Linked DNA regions of Sander lucioperca: region 1 is linked to region 2. Evidence: chromatin contacts called from public Hi-C data. All regions are on one chromosome and are shown on one strand. The core of a region is the stretch at or near the end of the contact, and the rest is flanking DNA. Distances in the headings are between cores, read along the strand shown. Region 1 holds the start of rbm8a (RNA-binding protein 8A). Region 2 holds the start of smg5 (protein SMG5).

The links. A called contact is a pair of places that touch in the nucleus more often than the background predicts.
Region 1: a Hi-C map of muscle shows a contact between it and region 2, with 6 times the contacts expected there. The contact joins the promoter of rbm8a here to the promoter of smg5 in region 2. A contact is called at or near these places in 2 of 2 Hi-C or Micro-C datasets (liver and muscle).

Annotation. Positions count from the first base shown.
Region 1 is chr10:13,950,531-13,954,779 of SLUC_FBN_1.2, forward strand. It overlaps rbm8a (RNA-binding protein 8A), which reads left to right and starts at 2,404. Exons shown (of 6, transcript XM_031279564.2): 1 at 2,404-2,655; 2 at 3,886-3,945; 3 at 4,062-4,139. The coding sequence starts at 2,595.
Region 2 is chr10:13,819,648-13,824,294 of SLUC_FBN_1.2, forward strand. It overlaps smg5 (protein SMG5), which reads left to right and starts at 2,144. Exons shown (of 22, transcript XM_031279467.2): 1 at 2,144-2,599; 2 at 2,996-3,094; 3 at 4,586-4,647. The coding sequence starts at 2,535.

The sequences.
Region 1 (4,249 bases), core at 1,154-3,653, 130 kb after region 2:
TTGGTATATTTCTGTTTAAATATACTATATTTTGTGTTGTGTTCTTCACTTTTACATTGTAACAGCTGTAGGAAAGTGTGTCGTGTCTGCAATTACGTCACTATATGGCAACCTACTTATCTACTTACTTATAACTTATATTGATTGTACCACACCCCCTTGTTTGGGAACAATGAATAAAGGGGTAATAAAGAAAGTGTAATTTCTTTAGCAGATGTGTAAATGGTCTTACTTGTCTTACAATCATTTGACTTACTATATTAAGTGCTTAACACGGCTTTGTGTGCCATCTTGGATTCTGTCTTTCCAAAGCATATTCAAACAATGAAAATGTTGCTGCAACAGCTTCAGCTGGCTAAAGCCAGCATGCTTGGTTTGATAGGAGCATTTAGGTAAAAAGAAATAACTGAATGATAGATGCTGAATTTAAACTGGATAAATACATCTGAGTGTCCATTCCAAATGAATATTGATTTAGAGAGATATTATGAATGTTCTGCAATGGATTCATGTCAGATCGTGGATGGTACTATGGACTAGTATAGCTACATATTGGTACAGAGGTGATGTGGACATTACATGCTAGTTCCAAATCCATGAGATTAAAGTTCAGATCAGCTATTATCTGTCCTTAGCATGCACTACCCTGACTTTAGGCCTGTTATTTTATAGTTTTGTGCTTTTGTGACACTTAACAAATTACTTGAAATACCAGACTTAGGACTATCAAACTGTAGACTTACTGTATAAGAAAGAACATATTTTAAATGGCTATCTTTGGTGTTGGGTTATCTTTAACTAATGCTTATCTACACAGAGTTCACGCCAGTTGAACTTTAGTGAACCCTCTCTCTCTCTCTCTCTCTCTCTCTCTCTCTCTCTCTCTCTCTCTCTCTCTTAAATTCAATTAAATTCAATTCAAAGGGGCTTTATTAGCATGAAAGTTTCAATAACAATCTTGCCATTGCATTATACAAAACACAATAAACAGTTATATGAACATTGACACAATATTTTGATGGATTTATATTAATTATATCATTTTTTTTGTATGGGAAATATAAAGCCAAATCTCTCTCTCTATCTCTCTCATTTGTCTATCAATCGATGTTGTTGTTTATAATGTGGTTGTGGATTGCAATGGCCATTGGTCCTTTCCCCTATAAAAGCTCTGAAGATTCCTCTGGTAAAGCTTTGAGCTGTGGCCCTGCTGACATTTGCCACAAGATGGCATTGTAAGAGCAGTCTTCTGAAATTGTTAAATAGAAAGGGAGCCCTGCCACCCTGTGTTTGAACCAAATTTTGCCCATTTAAATCTGTGACGTTCACTGCCTTAAAAGCTAACTACCATTTTTTTTCAACATGGACCCTATTTTCCTATGTTTTTGTGTCTAAGTGACTGATGTGAATAACAACCTTTGACATTGGTCCAGTATTAAGCAAGATCGCTGCAGTCGGCAGCTTGTATTTACCTTCACAAAAGTGCTCGTTTTGACACTGACAGGCTCAGATATTAATATTCTAAGTGTCTGATAACACTGTGGAAAAACAAAACAACAAAACAAACATATAAGTGTTTCGCACAAGCTAAGTTGTTAATGTCATATTGGATGCAACTTAAGCTGGGCGATATGGAGAAAATCAAACATCACAATATTTTTGACCAACAACATCAATGTCGATATTGCGGCGATAATGTATCAGGCTGACTATTGGCTATGAGATTTTTGATAAATAATCAACAGTAATGTGGATATAATGAGTGGGTAAAGGCAAATAATAGAACAGCTAGAACAGTCTGGTAAGTTCAGAAAATTACATCACTTTACTATAATGCAACTTTTAAAACCAGGAAGCTACAACATTTGTGTCATATTACGATATCCAAAATTTGAGGCGATATCGAGTCTCATATAGCATAGCCTTTATTGAGATATTGCCCAGTCCGAAATGCATCATACATTCAACATCATTGTAATCCTTAACCATCAAAACAAAGTGGTAGGCCTACACATCACCTAATGTCATCATGTTTGGTTCAGGAGATATGTTACAAAATACATAATTCACTTATGGCGGAAAGTGAAATGGCCGTCAGAAGAGTTTTTGCGATGTCTCCGTTTCTAAAAATGTTCACAGAGCCCCAAACTGTACAAGTGAACCTAGTTTCATGTGTTGTGATAAAGTGAACATAATTTCCACCCGGGGAATATTGTGAAAAATAATAAATACATGTACTAGTAACATTCCACTTTTGCTTTTTAGCACAATACAGAAGCCTTTCCAGCAGCCCTATTTGTTATTGTTAACAATTAATAGGCCTAATCCAGACAATGTGAAGGCTAACTGGTTGTTAGGAAGAAGAAGAAAAAAATGCGACTTGCAGATGTATTCAGGTTGACTATTGACTGTGATGTTGTGGGTTTAGTAAGCAAATAAACTGAAACAGAGGATACATGTGATTTACAGTAATATTTACTGATGAGTTACTTACTTTTACCTAACCTGGCAACATCCGCCAACCTGTTGCCTCTTTTTGCGTACGCACGTTGGTTGCGTCGTTCAGCCGCCGCAGTCGTACACACACAGACATCATGGCGGACGTGTTGGATCTTCATGAAGCGGGAGGCGAGGACTTTCCTATGGATGAGGATGGTGATGGTAATATTAATATTTAAACCCAACCACTGGTGGCAGATGCTCCATAACTCCGGCGTTCAAATGATATGTAAACGTTGAGGTCTACATTAAAATGGTCGTGGCTGTAGCTAAATGCTACGAACTCTGACTGCGTGGTAGCAGGCCCCAAAATGCTAACAAGCTAATATGAAGCTAACAACGCACTGGTGGTTCATTCAAAGGTCTTTGTAAGATAGCATGGTCGTGGTAATTGCGAACTATAAAGGTCAATTTTTTTACCAAACAGTTTTTTTGATATGTGTTTCCTAGCTTAACAGCGTGGTTTAGCTACATTGCTCTAAGATATCACTTTATCACACTGTTATTAACCACTGCTAGCACGCCAACATTAGCCAGTTGAGTCTTCTAAAGCTAACGTTATCGGTTGATAACTTTGCATAGAACTTAGCTAGATTATACGTATTTACATCCATAATTTATGTTTTGTACTATAGCGTTAACTACAGAACATATATCCGCAGAGTTTGAAGCAACGTTACATAAAAGTAGTAACTTAGTTAACTAGCTAGCTAAGTTTGTTTGCTAACTCTGAGATCAGAACAAAAAAGATTAACCTTTATTCATCCCCAGCGGGGATTTCGGTTGTTGCAGCATTTCAACAGAAACAACATAGATAAATACAGATAGAAAGTAACAGGAATAAATAATTAGAGGTAACGTTGCATAAACAAAAATAGAAAATAATGGAAACATAGAAACTGAACTATATAGAGCATTTAACCCGTCCTAGCATTAGGAGCAGTGGGCAGCTACATATCGTCTGGGGAACAACTTGGGGTTCAGTGTCTTGCTGAAGGACATTTGACTTCATAATGACATAGTAAATATAATATGGTTAATTATGAAATGTTGAGGGAAATGTGACATCGTTTCAGGTGCAGTAGTGTTATAGAAACTGACATTATATAATCTAATATGTAGTACAACAATGTAACAGTATATAATAGAGTATAGTGCATCAATATAACAGAATATTAATATATAGTGTAATATGGTATCATATAGAATAGTACAATACAGTATATAAAAAGAACATATTACCAGTACGACGAGGTAGCTATATAATCAGTCCAGCAGAGAGAGTGAAGAGGAAGAGGTGAGTGTTTTCAGTGGTCTGGACCTTGTGGAGAAATGGCAAGTAAGCAGCATGCATAGATTTTGACTTGTTCAACCTTTCTTTCTCAGAGAGCATCCACAAGTTGAAGGAGAAAGCTAAGAAGAGGAAAGGACGAGGCTTTGGTTCAGGTGAGTTACCACTGTGTTGGTTACAATGGTTTATGTAATCTCCTACTGCAGCTTTTAAATATAGTTTCTTAGGCTAGTCAGCAGTGTTTAACATGTTTCTGTTTTGCTGTTACCAGAGGAAGGAGCCAGGTCCAGAATCAAAGAGGACTATGATACTGTGGAGCAAGATGGGGACGAGCCAGGCCCTCAGAGATGTAAGTTTTGCAGTTCATATTTTAGATGTAATTCAGTTTTGAATGTAAGCAAATAGAATAAAGTCTAAGCTACACATTTGTCACCCTAAAGTGCCTCTGCTATTTATCAA
Region 2 (4,647 bases), core at 894-3,393:
AAAGATTCATTTTCTGGACTTACAAGCTTGTGGTGAGCAGAGCAGATTTTTTCCTCACACTCTCTCCAGCTAAGGTGCTGAGAATGAGGATGGCAGGCAGGATCTGGGAACTGGACTGATTATAGCAAGCTTGTAATTATCCTCATCCTCCTACACTTAATCGCCTGCAGTTCCTTAGTGGGTTGGCAACTTCTGAGTTTGGACAGAGCACACAAATTGCACATTGGAGGAGCAATAGACAGTTCATGCTGTGTAAAAACAACAAACAGAGCTGCGAGTTCCACCTTAACCTGCTCCAGACCCGAGCATCAAATACATTCATGTAATTATTCTGCCAGGTTAAACTCTGGAGAATATTATTGTCACAATGAAATGACCAATAAGGTTTTCATTTTGTATGCATTTATATCAGAATTACATCACTTTTACCTCCTGGAAAACAGCATTACATTACATAATTCCAACAAAACCATTACACTGTGAATAAGCATATTTATAGAACTATATTTTTCTCCCTAACTCTACCCATTGACTTACATATTTCAGTGATCCCCTCCATCATCATCTGCCATACCAGTACCCTGTTTCCACAGTCAGGAAATACATGGAAATGTGTTAAATTTAGGAAGCAAGTGTCTCTCAAAATGCCATTTCTCTGTCACCTTAATATTGCATTTATGGGGATGTAAAATGATGTGTGATCTTTATAGACCTCTATTGGTAGCAGGAGGAATTACAACAACAGAGTTTATAGTGGCTATGGTCACTATGCCATCCTGCAATAGAGTAAGCTGCAGTTTGAAGACGCAGTCCTAGGACTGCATTTCTATTAACCTAGTTACCGAGTGGCTGGGTTGGCTCAGTGGGTAGAGCAGGCGCACATATACTGAGAGGAGAGGTTTATGCCTTGACGCAGAGATCCAGGGTTCGAATCTGACCTGTGACAATTTCCTGCATGTCTTCTCCCATTTCTCACCTAGCTGTCCTGTCAAAATAAAGGCAGAAAAAGCCCAAAAATAATCTTTAAAAAAAAATGTAGTTACTGAACAAAACTGACATATTGCGCAAGCGCCATCATTTAAGTTAGCAGCTAGCTAGCTATGAAAGGTTAAGGTTAGGGTTAGGTTAAAAGAAGTGTTTGGGTTAGGGTTATTGTAACTACATAATTCTGTCTTCAGTAGCAACAGTTTTTTTCATCAACTTCCTTTGTAAGGAAAAAAGACAAGGAATGATGCAAATGATGGACGTATGGATGAAAATTGGGAACTGAAGAGAACTGATGTTGTTTGTGACACAACTGTAATGTAATTTGCATATACATATATAAAAATATAAAAGTATTCAGGCAAAATGTAAGCATACTGAAAGTATTATAGTAAAAGTGCTTGTTGGGCAAAATGGTCCCTTTAAGAGGTATCAAATTATTAAGTATTTTATATACTTTTGGATCTTTTAATCTTAAGCACACTCATATTTTATAAATTAATCATATGTTTGTAAAATCTCAATCTGTTAAGTAACAACTTCAGCTATCAGAGAAATGTAGTGGAGTATATGAAATACTGGAGTAGAGTGTATAAAGTAGCATACAATCAAAATACTCAAGTAAAGTAAAAGTACCTTAAAATTGTACCTAACTACAGTGCTTGAGTAAATGTACTTATTACATTCCACCACTGGATTTCAGACAAACATGCAGTGGTGAAGTAACTGTTACTTTATAGTCTACTTGTATTCCACTAAATGGTAGATTTGGAGGCAAATATTATACATTTTACTGCACTACATTTATTTGACAGATGTAGTTACTTTGTAGATTTGGATTATTAATACAAATACAAACCATCTAATAAATTATGATATATTATTATAGGCGAGGCTACCCAGCAATATCAAGAAATTATAATTAGTCCCATCTTTCACAGCTGCAACATTAATGTTGTGTACACATTAATACATCAATAATTATAATCCAGTGATTCATAATCTGAAATTGTTCATTCTGCACAATGAGCACTTTGGTATTTTAAGTAAAACAATGCATAATTTCCACTAGCAAAGTAAATGTTTTCATCAAGATTTTCGAAAGTGAGGGATCTGTAGACAACCTGGCAACCCTTCATTTAATCTGGTGAATGTGTTCTGTACTCTCGCGGTATTCAGGCGGTCGCTGCCTGATAGAAATAATGGCCGCCTTCGTAGCAATGGCTGGAATAGGGAACAACACAAGAGGCACATCAGAGCGTTTTAGCTGACCAGGAAGAGCCTAAATTATAGGGCACCCCCTCCTACCCGGGTTTCAGAACGGATGGGTAGAGGGGGTCTTGCCAAAGGACACAAGAAACGAAAGAGACTCGGAGGGAAGGGGAGGAAAGCTAACGTTATCTTGATAGCTAGCGCTAGCTGGCTATCAACACGGTTGTCACTGCCGGGGAACAAACCCGAGTAGCCCTGACAACTGCGTGTCGGGAGGGCTGAAGGAAGCGGTGACCAAACGCTGGAGCGTGTGATCAAATAACTGATTAGGCACTAATATGAGTGGACCGGTGCAGGACAGTGAGCCAGAGGCGAAAGTCCTTCTCATCAAGCGGCTTTACAGGTAAGTTGTAAGGCCGTTTTGCGTTGCTAACCAAGGTGCTAATTGAACGTTATTGTGCTGGCTAACTTAGAGCTAGCCAATCAATGTTTGCTACCACAAGAAAGGGTACATCTTTTCCTCCATTCAGTAACCTGTCACGACAATGAGTAGCCCAACATCCCCGCATTCTCAGCCAGTGTAACGTTAACTCTATCATCAGATAAATCTGACCGGGCAGTCATCATGCTTTGTGCAGCTTTGGTAAATGATTAAGCTGCATTTCGTTACTGCGCTTATTACAAAGAAATGAAACAGGATGGTTGCTAGCATGATAGCCCGCAGTATTGTTTAGATCACAGCGTTAACCTTGTCATTATGCTAACTAACTAATGCTTTCTCTTGCCCAACGCTACCCAGGGCTGTGGTGGAATCTGTGCACAAGCTGGATGTCATCATCGCCAGCAAAGCATCCTACAGAGAGGTCTTCAAGCCGGAGAACATCAGCCTTCGCAACAAGTATGTCCAGCTGTCTCAGCAATGTTTGTGGAAGGAGGCAGGAGTGTAACTTAAACATCTGGCCAGTTGTTCTGAACATAATTATGAATGTTCCTGTTTAAACCGGTGGCTCACCTCTAGTTCATTTAGCTGACCCTAGCTAACCCTAACCCATTAGCATTAGAAACATGTCTTATGTATCAAATCTGACCACTTATGCTTCAGTATTACCATTTGATCTGTGAGAAATTGTGATCTCTGCAAGACTAAACAAAAAAGATAAACGTACTAATTTATGCTTAGTCATACAACCTGTGAACAGGATCCAAGTTGTTATTTTCATACTGGATACAATGAACCAAAACCTCAAAAAGTGGAAGTTAAAGGTAAATGTGAAAAAGAGACTACTGGACCGTGTGGCCACACAGACAGGGAGACAGAGGAGATGGTATCTTGTTTCGCCCAGTGAATGCCTTGGGAACCAACATGCACTCTAAAAAGTTGACTAGATCGGCCTTCATTGTGGTCTGTTTTTTTTAATTAAAGATGTTAAACGTTTGCTAGTTCTAGCTGCTTTTCTTTGTCATATACGATAGTATATTAAAATATCTTTGGGTTTTGCACTGTTGGTCTGACATATAAGACATTTAGAAACATCGTCTTTGGCTCTGAGAAATTATAATGGCCATTTTTCACTATTTTCTGACATCAATTAATAAAGAAAATAATTGTTAGATTAAGTATTTGTTGCATGTGCATTTACACTACAATACTAGGGCATATGCATCCTTGACACAATGGTGGCACAAGTGATCAGATTATATTGCACATATTTTGGTATCATTTTACACCTGTATTCAGAGGTACCCACAAGTGATCAGTTCCCCCAAGACATAATAGGATAAGAGCCGTAGTTATATATTGTACTTCACTTGCAAATGGGATAATTTGGCACGTTGGTGCAAGGTGAGGTTCATATTACTGTTGAGTATTATATTATCCTCTTTGGCATTGAAGAATAGAAGAACCAAGCGAGAGAGAATGATTTCTTCAAAGAGGAGATAATGAGAAACACTGCATGTACTTGACTAAGTACAGTAACATAATCTTGTCATTAACTGCACACATAAAGTGGGGACTGAGATTTCATCACAATACTCTGGTGCACAACTCTGACTTCTGAATCAGTTTACACAGACCATGTGAGTCGTAGAAGGGAGGGGCACGCTTATTAGTGATTTTTGTCCGACGCTACCAGAATCCTCCGTTGTCACTGATGTAGTGTAGTGTCTACTGTATGAAGGAGGGCTGGCTGCAAACAATGATAATTTTCTACATTGATTAAGCTGTGGGTGAATCACTCGATTAATTATGAAAAAATGCCCACTTACGTAGCCTCACCTGTTCACGTGAAACTAGGTTGACTCATTGGTCTACTTGTCAAACCGGTGACCCAGCTACCTCCTTAACTGATGCATGTGTGAGTCTGTTTTTCTGTCTGTGTGTTTTCAGGCTGAGGGAGCTTTGTGTGAAGCTAATGTTTCTTCACCCTGTTGACTACGGCCGTAAGGCAG